Regions from separate parts of the Zea mays genome. Here all the other regions are linked to region 2. The links are chromatin contacts, called in public Hi-C maps. All regions are on one chromosome and are shown on one strand. Each heading gives the region's core, a stretch centred on a gene start, on an enhancer-like site or on the middle of the called end of the contact. The rest is flanking DNA. Distances are from core to core; before and after follow the strand shown. Region 1 holds the start of LOC100286386. Region 2 holds the start of LOC103629496 (probable salt tolerance protein). Region 3 holds the start of LOC103629493 (ATP-dependent 6-phosphofructokinase 7).

What was found. Hi-C and Micro-C count contacts between places; a contact is called where the count stands out from the background.
Region 1: a contact with region 2 is called in a Hi-C map of endosperm, with 1.9 times the contacts expected there. The contact joins the promoter of LOC100286386 here to the promoter of LOC103629496 in region 2. A contact is called at or near these places in 7 of 25 Hi-C or Micro-C datasets (bundle sheath, ear, endosperm and 2 more) and 1 of 3 datasets of contacts at active chromatin or transcription factors (leaf).
Region 3: a contact with region 2 is called in a Hi-C map of tassel, with 3 times the contacts expected there. The contact joins the promoter of LOC103629493 here to the promoter of LOC103629496 in region 2. A contact is called at or near these places in 3 of 25 Hi-C or Micro-C datasets (ear, leaf and tassel).

Annotation. Positions count from the first base shown.
Region 1 is chr6:83,989,920-83,993,858 of Zm-B73-REFERENCE-NAM-5.0, reverse strand. LOC100286386 reads right to left here and starts at 2,582. Exons shown (of 6, transcript NM_001159273.2): 1 at 2,275-2,582; 2 at 2,066-2,195; 3 at 663-800. The coding sequence starts at 2,519.
Region 2 is chr6:83,800,489-83,804,769 of Zm-B73-REFERENCE-NAM-5.0, reverse strand. LOC103629496 (probable salt tolerance protein) reads right to left here and starts at 1,882. Exons shown (of 3, transcript NM_001346834.1): 1 at 1,598-1,882. The coding sequence starts at 1,804.
Region 3 is chr6:83,564,474-83,568,606 of Zm-B73-REFERENCE-NAM-5.0, reverse strand. LOC103629493 (ATP-dependent 6-phosphofructokinase 7) reads left to right here and starts at 1,815. Exons shown (of 14, transcript XM_008650598.2): 1 at 1,815-2,310; 2 at 2,925-2,971; 3 at 3,057-3,096; 4 at 3,189-3,251; 5 at 3,404-3,541; 6 at 3,654-3,812; 7 at 3,960-4,013. The coding sequence starts at 2,029.

The DNA of each region.
Region 1 (3,939 bases), core at 1,333-3,832, 190 kb before region 2:
AATAAGAAAGACTTTACTAGTATGAAACAAGCATCTCAATAAGCAAGAAACGAAATCATAACACAAGGTATCAGGAATAAACTTATGTTCAAGGATCCATAATTTCATATCGTCTTAACAACACCAATGCATCTGTAGCTTACAAACATGAGAAAGAGATGGCTATGCCATCTTCTAACAATTATTAGTTTTAACTCATTACATTTGTTTAACAGTTACATTTGTTTAATTGTACATATTATGCCATCTTCGAACAGGCTGCAGCAGATTCTCTTGAAGTCACAAATAAAATGAGTCTTGATGTATTGCATATAAGCATATATGTGTTTTAACAACGCTGCCTACTTGTGGCACATTAAAAGCACTGGCCACTGAGCAATAGGAGACTCCACCGAAAACAATGGATCTGATTTGTACAAGTCAAATTCTCAATACTTGAAAACCTCCAAATATGTATCAACAGTGATTGATACTTTATGTTCTACTAGGTCAATACTCAATATTCAAATGTCCTGACACCTCAGGATAAATTAAATTTGAACATATCCTAGTTAAACAAGCAATTCACAGAAACAGAACAACATAACAGATTTCGAGCTAATTCCACGCAATAGCAAAAAAAAATATCAAGAAGCATTTCTTAGATGGAATGAAACAAGTACCTGACAGTGCTCCTCTGACAAAGCTTGATTTGAACGAATAATTTGATGCAGATCAGTATCCATCAATTCATAGGCAATATACACATCATTGAATGCCTCCCTCAATGGAGGAGGTATGATATCTCTTATTGCAACAATCTGCACCAAAAAAATGAATTTATGTCTCAAAGGTACATCACATCGAGCTCAAGTTGAACTTAAGTCAACAGCTCAGGGCAGGCTGAAAAGCACACACTTCATTCAAGCCACCCTGTAGTATAGCAAAGGCATACAGCTAAACGAAGTGAGCATTTATGCAACGCTTGTATAATGCAAAAATAAGACACAGCCTTTTGTCCTTAATTTTAAAATTTTGCTGTACATTACTCGTTAATATAGACAAGGTAGAGAAAAGCATGCAGTTTTCCCTTTTCTATGTTGTTTTACCACGTTAAGTAAAGTCAAGGTATAAGTAGCTGACCAAGGATGCACACGGTCTCAATCACGTACATTAATTAACTACTAAGCGCACCTTGCCTAATCTGAATTCCGAAGATTTGCTCCTACGCATAACCATCGAACAACTGAAAGGAACAGGAAGACACAACATTCGTGCAAATGGCTCATGTCAGCTTACTTAATTTATCAAGATAATGATTTAGCAGTTACAAATCTACTAATCGTAATCCAACTTATTTCAGCTCACTTCCAAACATGCAACAGGTTCCAAGTTGTAACGGCAGGCCATTCTTGTAACCGCCTTTCACATTCCGACATGAAAAACATACACTATGACATGCTAAAAACGATTCTTCGACCATATGCATAGACTGGCCAAATCCAACAAAATTGGGAATGCTGTGACTTAGTCCTTCCTCCTTCGCATTAAAGGTCCAAAATCAGCAAACATACCAAAAAGTCTACAGAAGTCTTTCCAGTACTTACTAACACAAGACCCTAGTGTCCTACCAACCGAGTATCCGCCACTATATTCCCATCCCATTGGGATGATCTAGCAAAAAGGCAAGCACTAGGTTGGTCCTCAAGTGACCCACTCACTTTTGACATCAGCAGGCAGGAGCACCATGCACTGCTGCTCCAGATTGTCTCGTCATTTCTGCCCTCAAGTTTTTCAAGAACACAATGAAAAGCATCCCAAAAGGTGGTTGGCTCCTCAAAAGGCATGGCTACGATTGGTATTCCCGAACTTCACCTCCCAGCCAAGACGAGGGAGGGGATGTTCTCCTAGGCTAGGCGAGCTGTCGCGAACGAAGTCAACCGTTTAAGTAACTAACCCCGACCTCCACCAAAATTCAATGCGACCAAAAGGCGAGCATTTAACGAGGATCTCCGGTATGCTCCTCGCTAAAAAAAAGGAAATTCTAGGACCGCTGGACGGATCGGGGGTGGCTCAGGCGACTGACATTCTCGTGGTCCATGTGGCGGAGCAGCTTGATCTCGCGGAGCGTGCGCTTGGCATCGATCTTGTTGTCGAAGGCGTTGGCGATCTTCTTGATGGCCACCTGCTCTGCCGTCTCGGAGTTGAGCGCCGAGCTGGGCAGGTCACAAATCAGAAGGCCAGTCAGTCGCACAACAAACGATGCGAATCGGAGTGAGGGGAGGGCGGGCGGACCAGACGATGCCGTAGGCGCCCTTGCCGATGGGGAGGATGGGGGGCTTGTACTTGGAGGTGACCTCGAACACGTTGCCGAAGATGTTGTACTGGATGAAGCGGCCACCGTGGCTGAGCGTCGCGTGGATGTTCTCCATCATCCCGGCCCCGCCCGCCGGCTGCTGCGGCGGCGGCGGCGGCTGCCCCCCGCCGCCCAAGCCGGCGTCTGTCATCTCCGTGTCCGGGGGCTGCCCCCCGCCGTCCATCGCCGGACCGGATTTAGATCGCGCCGAGGAGAGGGGGCCGGAAGGGAAAGTGCCAAAAGTGGGGGTGCAGGTGGGGCGAATATGCCCAATTCGTTGCTGCGAGTTTTGGGTTGCTTTCGAGGCTGAAGCTCCTCTCTCTCTCTCTCTATGTGTGTTTTATTATTTTTTCATTAAAATGATTGAGAGCGCAAAGTAGATGGTGAATATCTTGTTTATCCCGTAAAACGCTTTTTACTTTTGCTCTCAATCTTTGTAGAGACCTGTTCGTTTTCTCTCCAATTCATATGAATCCGAGATGATTAGATAGATTTCAATCCATAGTAAGTCAAAATCTCTACTAATTTTTTAATTACATACAATCTATGTGATATAGTAATAACTGAACAAGGCCTAGATTGGATGAGATTGGGTGGATTTAAATTCAAAATAAGTCAAAATCTTTCATAATTTTTTCCTAATCTCATCTAATCTATATGGGATATGAGATAAGAATAACCGAAAAAGTCCTAATAGTCAAATATATAGAGAGACTAGGAACGGACAACAAATGGTTTGTTTACCCGTTCGATTATTATAAAGTGAGAGAGATCAAAAGACATTGGTTCATGAACTGATGTCTTCTTGAAAATGTGTCTGTTCTTCATTTATGCTGATGAGATCATCAAATGTTAATTTCTTTTAATACCATCCTTAATCAAATCCATTTTTGTTGAGATCAACTTGGAATATATAACTATTTAATTTCTAATATGATCTTAAAAACCATGTGCGAAAAATAGATGATATGACATATATATCCTATGTTGATTTCACCTCACTAAAAACTTCATGCGATAAAACCTCTAAGTGAAAAAATCATATATTGAAAAGAGTATAGTATATAGAAAATTTCATATATTGAAAAGAGTATAGCATCAAAAACAAACAACACAAGTTAAAAAAAATCTAGACTTTCGTCCTTAAGTTATCACTCCAAAATTTGGAGTGTTAGTTTGAGAACAAAGGTCTTTAAAAGTAGATGTGAATAAAATAATATTAAACAAGATAATAATGAACAATAAAGTATAAAACTCATCTCGTGAGCCTTAGCATTATTTATTCCATCTTTCTTCGTATACATAAGTTCAGAAATATACCTTCGGCTTCTTTGCACAATATAGCTCGAAGGTACTCTGAAAGTTAAGCAAAGTGAAGCTTAAGGCCCTCCAAAAGTGAGGTTATGCATGACATTATTTACCTATTTATAGTCACGGGGTACAACTTTGATGAAATTATAATTCACACCCTCAAGACTATACATTTGAGATATACTACACAATGAGGGTGAAGTTGTCTTTTCCCTTCATCACTTTTGTGAGAACTTCAACTTCACCGTACTTCGTGTTTTGTCCATTGTTCCTTCACAGTAATATTCCGAATC
Region 2 (4,281 bases), core at 633-3,132:
AGCTACCCTTGAGGCTTGGGCCATTTCTAGTGCACACTTTATCAGGGAACACTAGATTGAATGCTTATCCATATCATTAAAACAAGGCTGGAAATGCAAATTGAGATTGCATGTGCACGCACATGGTCAGTAACCCAGGCAGTATGGTGAAGCATGCATGCTCATACTTGGGTCCACACAGGACAGCATGATCGAGTCAACTTTAATTATTCTCCTTGCTATTATTGATGCCTTTCAATACTTTTATATTTATAGAAATTTGTCCTTCTTGTTGGTGGCTCATCTTGTGTTTCAACTCTATCCTACCCCAACTTGCTTGGAAAGGGCTGTTACTGCTGGTTTTAAACTGACAAGTACTAATTTTAGAGCATAAAAAAGATGGATAAATAAAAGAAGTGTTCGATTGTTTTCTTAAATCATGTAATTTAGCCCAAAAAAGCTATATGTGGTTCACCTAAGACGCCACAGCCTAATGTTAGGCGTACCACACTGGCTTAGGCATGTGTTTGGTGTTCTAAAGTTAGTCTGCCACGATTCCTTAGGCATGATTCTAGCCACTCGCCACACCAAAAAAATAATCGCCACACCTGTGGCGTCAGAATCTAGCACCCAACCCTACCACACTTTTTTCGTCATGCCTAACCTTAGACGCAGTAGCAAACCAAATGCATATCTAAGTGTAGTTGCTTAGCCACGCCACACATGTGGCAACCTGCTAAGCTTAGGTGTGGCGCCTTAGGCGTCAAACCAAACAGCCCCTATAACTTTCATCTTTGAAACCACAACCCCACCTTAGCATTAATTGAACCACAAAAGTAGCACATCATTGCCTTGTTCATCCATTTAAATATGTCCCGAGAGATAATTTGCAGTACTCTAGATCGAATGATCGATTGTGTAAGCCCCCTAGCCGCTGCACCTTCACCACACCAGCTAGAAGCAACGTGCTGTAGCATAACCATATCACCACAATTCAAAAATCTATGACACTGCAGCAAGACCTATCCCTTTGAAGTACAATGCGAATAAAAGCTCAAAACCAATTGGTACTGAATGAGCTTGGAGTACGCTGACTAAAATAAGAAAAAATACTAGCGCTTTTTTTACATGTATAACTGTTTAGGCAGGCAGCATTGCTAGCCTTAATGCAATGTTTACTGTAATAATCACAGGTCGCTTTATTTATTTTTTTTCCCAGATAAAGGGGTCGATAAATGATGCTTTGGTTCCTCTGTAGTGGCACATCAGTACAACATCCAAGTCAATCTCTTCATAATTGCAATATCCTGCAGGGAAACCCTGTGGCAGCTTAAAAACTGAACTCAAGGTTAACGTGGTACATGATACAGCAATTGCGCCAATGCTCTAGAAAAAGAGTCCTGCATCCCACGGGGAGTTGGTCGGGTAAGGCAATTTACTACAGACCGAAAGGTTAACAGCAGCTTTGCTTCAGCCGCCTATTCATTGCGCTGGCCAAATCATCAGGCATGAGACCTACCCTGCTAGTGCGCGACGACTCCAAATCCCCCCAACCCGATCCAACTACAGGGATGGAGGGAGGAGGGCAGCAGAGATGAGCGAGGGCTCGGGGCCTCACCTGACAGATGTCGCACTTGGGCACGGCCGGCGCGGGGGAGGCGGCGGCGGTGGCGGAGTCCGTCAGGAGCTGCACCCGCTGGTGCTTCCCGGCGAGCTTGTTGGCGGCGTGCACCTCCTCGTCGCAGGCGACGCATAGCGCGGCCTCGTCCGCGCAGCACAGCACCCGCGCCTCCGCGGCCCCGCACGCGTTGCACTGGATCCTCATCCCCGGCTCCCCGCTAGGGTTTTAGAGGACTGGGATTGGATCGGGGTCCCCTTTCTCTCTCTCCCTCCCTCCCTCCCCCGCACGGCTCGTGTCTGTGAGCTAGAGCTTTTTGAGTACGTGCGCGCTTGGCGAGGAGTGAGATACCTAGCTGCGAGGAAGCGAGCGCTGTTGCGTTTTGAGTAGGTGCGCGCTTGGTGGGGGTGCGGTACGGTTGGCGGTTGCTTCCGGGCTTCCGGTAGGGATCGGGGGGGAGAAGAATTAGACGACAGACGAAGCGGTGGTCAAAGCTCAGGCCGCAGGCGTGCAGTGCTGCGTGGGAGAGGGAGTGTGGGACGGGCGGAGGCGTCAGCTGCAGGCACAGCGGAGTGGGTGGACCGCGGACGTGCTCCGCCCCCCGCGTCCCGCGCGATGTCGGCACATTCCGTCCGGCAGATGCCGGTTTGCGCCAAATTTTGCATTCGATGGGTCCTCGGCTCCTCGCTGACATGTCTATACTCAGGGCCTGTTTGTTTACCTCCCAGATTATATAATCTGAATTAAATAATCCTAAGAGGCAAATAAACAGTCCAACTTATTTGCCCAGATTATATAATCTAACCCCTTGGATTATGATAATCCATAAGCAAGTGAGGAGGTGCTTATTTCAGATTATTTTTTTCCCACTTCCCCACTACCCTTTCAAGTTTCCTATAAATTACCCACCATTGCCATTATAATCCACCGAATCGTTTTTGTGCCTACTACTAGTCAATTTGGGGTGAAGAAGGTGACATGAATGCCTTCCGTGATAATATTGCTAATGCAATATTTGCCAATGTCAATTGAATTATTTTTTTTCATATATGAGTTTCAACCTAGTACAAATATAGAGGGCATTCTTGTCTTCCTCATACAAAAGAATACTATTAACAACTCAAATAATCTGGGTAAACAAACAGGACTACCCAGATTATATAATCCAGATTATATAATCCTCCAAAAATAATCCAGATTATATAATCCATGGGGGTAAACAAACAGACCCTCACATGGTCTCCCAAGGCATGTCATTTTTTTACGAATCATCTAGGTTCGTAGCCGATAGCAAAAGTGACGTTATTTTTTGAACGAAGGAGTACGTCGCAACTTTGATGTCGTTTGGTTAACATGTTGGTAATGTAATGGGTAACCGATAACGTTAAATCATATTTGTTTAAGTCCAACCGTAATCAAATATCACATTAGAAATAGATACCAATATATTCAAACTTGTTACTGTTGGTACTCAATTGTCAATCATTACTGTTGGGGACTTGTTCTCAAATGCTTCGAATTAAGAACAAGGCAACATAAAAAGTGTTAAATGTTAAAGTCCTTCGTCCTTCAAAACATTATATCCCTTCGGATATAATGAATTCCGGACGAAGGTTATGAAGGAAAAAACCCTTCGTAAGCTCGATAGATGATAAAAAAGAATTCATACATGAAATACGAATAATAATACAGATATTATTATCAACTTATTTTTATTTGCATTATCAAATTTGTAATAACAAATTATAAATGTACCTTCGAATTAACGGAAAGCAAAGGTACAGGCGTGATGCTAAAAGCCAATGCTAAGTCAGCGTGAACAGTACGGGAGTACTGTTCATCTATTTATAGGCGCGGGACGCAGCCCGTGTAGAATTACATTAATGCCCTTTACATTTATCAATAACTCTATAATAATTTTTTCAAGGTCTAATTTGGCTTTTCATCTTTAAGTCGGTTCCTCTTTTCTGCCGCCATGCCGAAACTCTTCTGCACATAGCTTCGTGATCATCTTATCCTTCGTCATGATCGCCTTTCGTCCCGCTCAAGCTTCGTCTTGACCAGACACTTGTATACCCGTAACCTGATTCCGAAGATACCTGTTCACATATTTCACTTGGAAAACATTATCAAATCATGTTTTTGAGGACCTTTGAAAGCCGAAGGCCCCCAACAGTAGCCCCTCGCAATATTAATTTGCTGTAATGATAAATTCATATTGCGACATGGACGAAGGCTTTAAGCCGAAGGTCCGAAAAAACACCTTCTCTTTGCTAGAATAGCAACAGTCATTGACAAGCGGGACCCTCCATTTTTCAACGCGCTAGGCGTATAAATAAGAGCTCACCACGAGTTTATTTGGCATGCTCTCTTGCCATCTGCTCTTGCTCACTCAACTTTTAGCCTGTGCGCGACAACACTTGTTTGACTTTTTAAATTTTTAAGCTTCGGTTTGGAGAGCACTTTCTCAGTGTTTGCGGAGATGTCTGAGGATAAGAAAGTTGTTGGTGATTCGAAGCTGAGCCTTTCTGAGGAGATGCATCTGGGTTTTCTTCAATCAATGTCAAAGACCAATACAGAGAAGATTACTAAGGAGATTTTGGAGGGTTTATCTGAAGATACTGGTGACAGTGACAGTTATGATGTGGATAGTGGTGGTGAAGACTCCGAAGATCGACCTTGGT
Region 3 (4,133 bases), core at 566-3,065, 240 kb after region 2:
TCTATGTGTCTGTTGTGTGCTTTGCTCGGCAATGTTCTCTATCTCTCTGTTTTTTAATTTACTATTTGCACTTCACTAGTTATCTTTGGTATAAATTGTTCTTGAAGTGCATGCTAGATTGAGAGAGGAACTTCAATTTCACTGCGACCTACTCGACGTGATCTTCATTCCGCTGCGATCAGACTTTGAGTAGTGTAAGAAGTTCTAAGTTTTACTGTTATTTTTTATTCGCCTATTCACTCCCTCTAGGTGACATCCAGATCCTGTTTCTCGGCAAAGGGAACTTTCAGTAGCCATCAAGACGTATTCAAGGATCTCGATAAAAGAAGCTACCATGGGGTCCACCTACTAGGACCATCGCTAGGGACCCATGCCACGGGGACCTCCCCGCCACCAGCTAGAGGATGGACTTAATGTCGGGTAACTTGGCATCGAGACACCTTGAAGGGATAGTTATATCACTAAATATTGTAAAGAGCTACAAGGAGACCTAGGGTCCATAGAACCCTAGAGCGTTCTAAGCATTTGGACTCATGGTGCCCTACGATAACGTAAGCATGAATAATCTAAGTTTTTGAGGATACTTGTGTCCTAGGGCTGTGATTAGCGCTCTGGGCCCTCTGGGTTTCTCATGCCTTGGGGCGCTCTAAGAGTATGCCATCGAGGCCCCTCGTGCCCCGAGGCTCTCATGATAGTATGTCCCTAGGCCCCTTGGGTCTTAGGATGATCATGAGAGAAAGTCCTCGAGCCCCTCAAATCTCGAGGTGCTCATAAGTCTAAGTCCCGAAGCCCTCATGTGCTGGGCAGTTCGAGCCCTAGAGCACTCAATGGCACTTAGACGTTAGGGGGCGTTGTTGGCCACGAGATCCTTAAAGTCCTTAGTCTCGCATCACAAATGTAGTCGGGCTCCAAACTCCTTGGGATATGAAGGCCCATCAAAACAAGTGACTCAACATGCGAGATCCTTAAATTCCTTGGTCTCACATCACAAATGCAGCCTTGCCCCAAACTTCTTGGGGCTTAAAGCCCTATTAGAACAAGGTTCAGTGTAAGTGTATTCCTATCTTAAGACAGTAGGATGTGACTGGACCCACCAAGGTTAGTATGACCTTGCAAGTTGGACCCCACATCTAAAAGCCTCGGATGGGTCCATAGCATTGGCTTAACGGGTAAGTCTCAGACACAATCCATTTAATCTGTTGTATACAATATTACAGGCCTAACAAGTGTGCTATTGCTATGACTTAAGTTGTAGAGTACTCGATAACACTATGTAGTACCTACAACGATCATGTTGTCATGTGTGTGCACGCGAAGTGTACGATAAACTTAGGGTAAAAAAGTCAAACGAATTATAAATTAGAACAGAGAGAGTATAATTTTTAACCAAATTTTATGAAATGAGGCACTTTAGAGTAGTTTTTCTACGTAGAGCCTCATATTTTAATTTGAGACACTAGTTCGAGGCATTGTTGGAGATGCTCTAACTAATAAAACACATATATAATTTGTTAAGATTTTTTATTATTTTTAATAGTTTTTCATACGACGAATATATGGAAAACCAGCATTTTTTGCCAGAAAAAATAGATAGATGTCGATTTATGTTCAGTCATACCTATGCTTGAGCCCGAATTTGGATTTATGTTTAGATATAGAGAGATAGATATAGAATTAATTACAGATGTCACCTTTTTTTGACGAAACTAGTACGTGACCGTACAGCATCGACAGCACGAATCTCACGGTTCGGCCCCACCGTACCTGAAAGGAAATGACCGGTCCCGCCAACAAGTGTCAGGCTGCGCATCCCTCCTCTTCCCGTATCGTCTCCGTCCCCACGCGGCCACGCCTCCACAGGCCGCGTCGTTCCCGCCGGCATCTCATTCGCTCGTCTCCGCCGGTCGACGTTACGCCGCGTCGCCACACGCCCCCCCGGCCGCTCCTATCGCTACCACCTCTCCTCTCCTGAAGCCACCCGGACGCCGGACGCAATGGATTTTTCAACCGCATCTACCTCCTCTCCCCATGGCGCCGCCGCCCGCGCCGCCTGCTGACTGGACCCCTGATCTAAGGCCCGTAGCCAGCGTGCCCGTGCCCATCACCGTTCCGAGCCCGCGGGACCACACTCACCACCACCACCACCTAGTCGATCGTCGGGACACGCCGCGGGGCCGCGCGTGGGAGCCGGAGCGGAACCGGCGCGGAGAGGCGATGGACGGTGCTGCAGTGGTCAAGCTGATGTCCGGCGAGGCTGGGTATGTCTTAGAAGACGTGCCGCACGTGTCAGACTACCTCCCCGATCTCCCGGTGAGTACCGGCGATCCGTGCGAAGGTGATCGATCTGGTGTTTGACGCGGTGAATGGTTGATTGAATGATCGGTCGTTGTTGCTCGAGGAGACGAGGGCGAGGTTGCCCGCTGCGTGGCATCGTGGTTTGAGAAAGTGGAATCCTAGGATGATTGGGTGCGAATCTGCTAGAAGCCGAGAACCTTAAAAGTCGTCAGCGACTTCTGTTACGGCTTTCAGTTTATTGTAGGACTTTCGTGACTGGAACATCCAGTGCTTTTGTCTATAGCAAATTGGCAATCGCCATTTGAGTGATCGACGAAGTACATGCCCAACATTTCCACTCTTTTCTGGTTTCTAGTTTGCTCATCAGTTATAGGCGGTTTGGCATTAGTTATGGAGTGTACGGATGAAATGTTGAATCTGAGAGATACTCAGAAGTCACCGATTTGTGACTAGGGGTGGTGATAGACGATCCAAATAATTTTGATCTCTTAATTAATTTTAGTTCAGAAATAAATAGAAATATAACTTGATCCTAATGTGATTTAATCCTTAAATTTTATATTGTAAAATTTAGAGCTTATTACCACATCTATCTGTGACCATGACACATTTTTTGTTTCATGCTGCAGACCTACCCAAATCCATTACAAGATAACCCGGCATACTCCGTTGTGAAGTAAGCTTGAAGTTGCTGGCTTGATTAGTTCTGTTTTTTTCCTTTTCTGCGTTGTACCTAACTTGCTCTCTTTCTTCTCCCTTAGGCAATACTTTGTAAACCCAGACGACACTGTCTGCCAGAAGGTGAATTGTCGCTGAACTTGCAGTCCACTCACATTTTTTCTGTCAAGAAATACTTCACTTCTCCAAAATATTTACATCAATCCTCAATGTAGATTGTTGTTCACAAGGATGGCCCCAGAGGGAACCACTTCCGTCGTGCCGGACCTCGCCAAAGGGTATACAAACCTTGTGCTTTTCACATTCTCTACGCTAATAGCAAAGCTAGGAGATAAGGGGGAGACAATATAATATCACTAACCTTGTAAGTTTCTTTCAAAAACCTTGTAAGTTTCTTTCGTTCTTTGTAACCTCTGGTTGTCTTGGTTAGGTATATTTTGAACCGGATGAGGTCCATGCATGCATTGTCACTTGTGGAGGATTGTGCCCGGGACTTAATACTGTGATTAGGGAAATTGTATGTGGATTATCTGACATGTATGGTGTCACCAAGATACTTGGGATTCAGGTAAAGTACATTACATCATTCCATGAAGTCTACATAAAGTACACAATCAATCATTCTCCCACAGGAGTTCTTCAAGCACTCACTTGATGTCCTCATCTTTTTTTTTTCACAGGGTGGGTATAGAGGCTTCTATGCTCGCAACACCATCACCTTGACTCCAAAGATTGTAAATGACATTCACAAAAGGGGTGGAACTGTTCTCGGATCATCTCGAGGAGGCCATGACACCGTGAAGATAGTTGACAGTATCCAAGATCGTGGCATAAATCAGGTAAATGAAACAAAATAACAATTATACTCTTAATCTTTTTCTCTTTTATGTATCACTCTGTCTTATTTCCTGGCACTGTGAAGACTCTTTTACCAAGGTTTGACACTTAAACTTTCACATTGGTTTAACTCTGATTATTTGTTTCAGGTCTATGTAATTGGTGGTGACGGTACTCAGAGGGGTGCTGGAGTGATATTCGAAGTAAGCACAACTGTAGATTCGCTGAAAGTTTTTTCGGACCTGTTTGAATTATATTTTTTTAATAGTGAATTGATAGCTAGTCAATCATGTATTGGTGTAATTTGGTTGTAAGTTACTCTT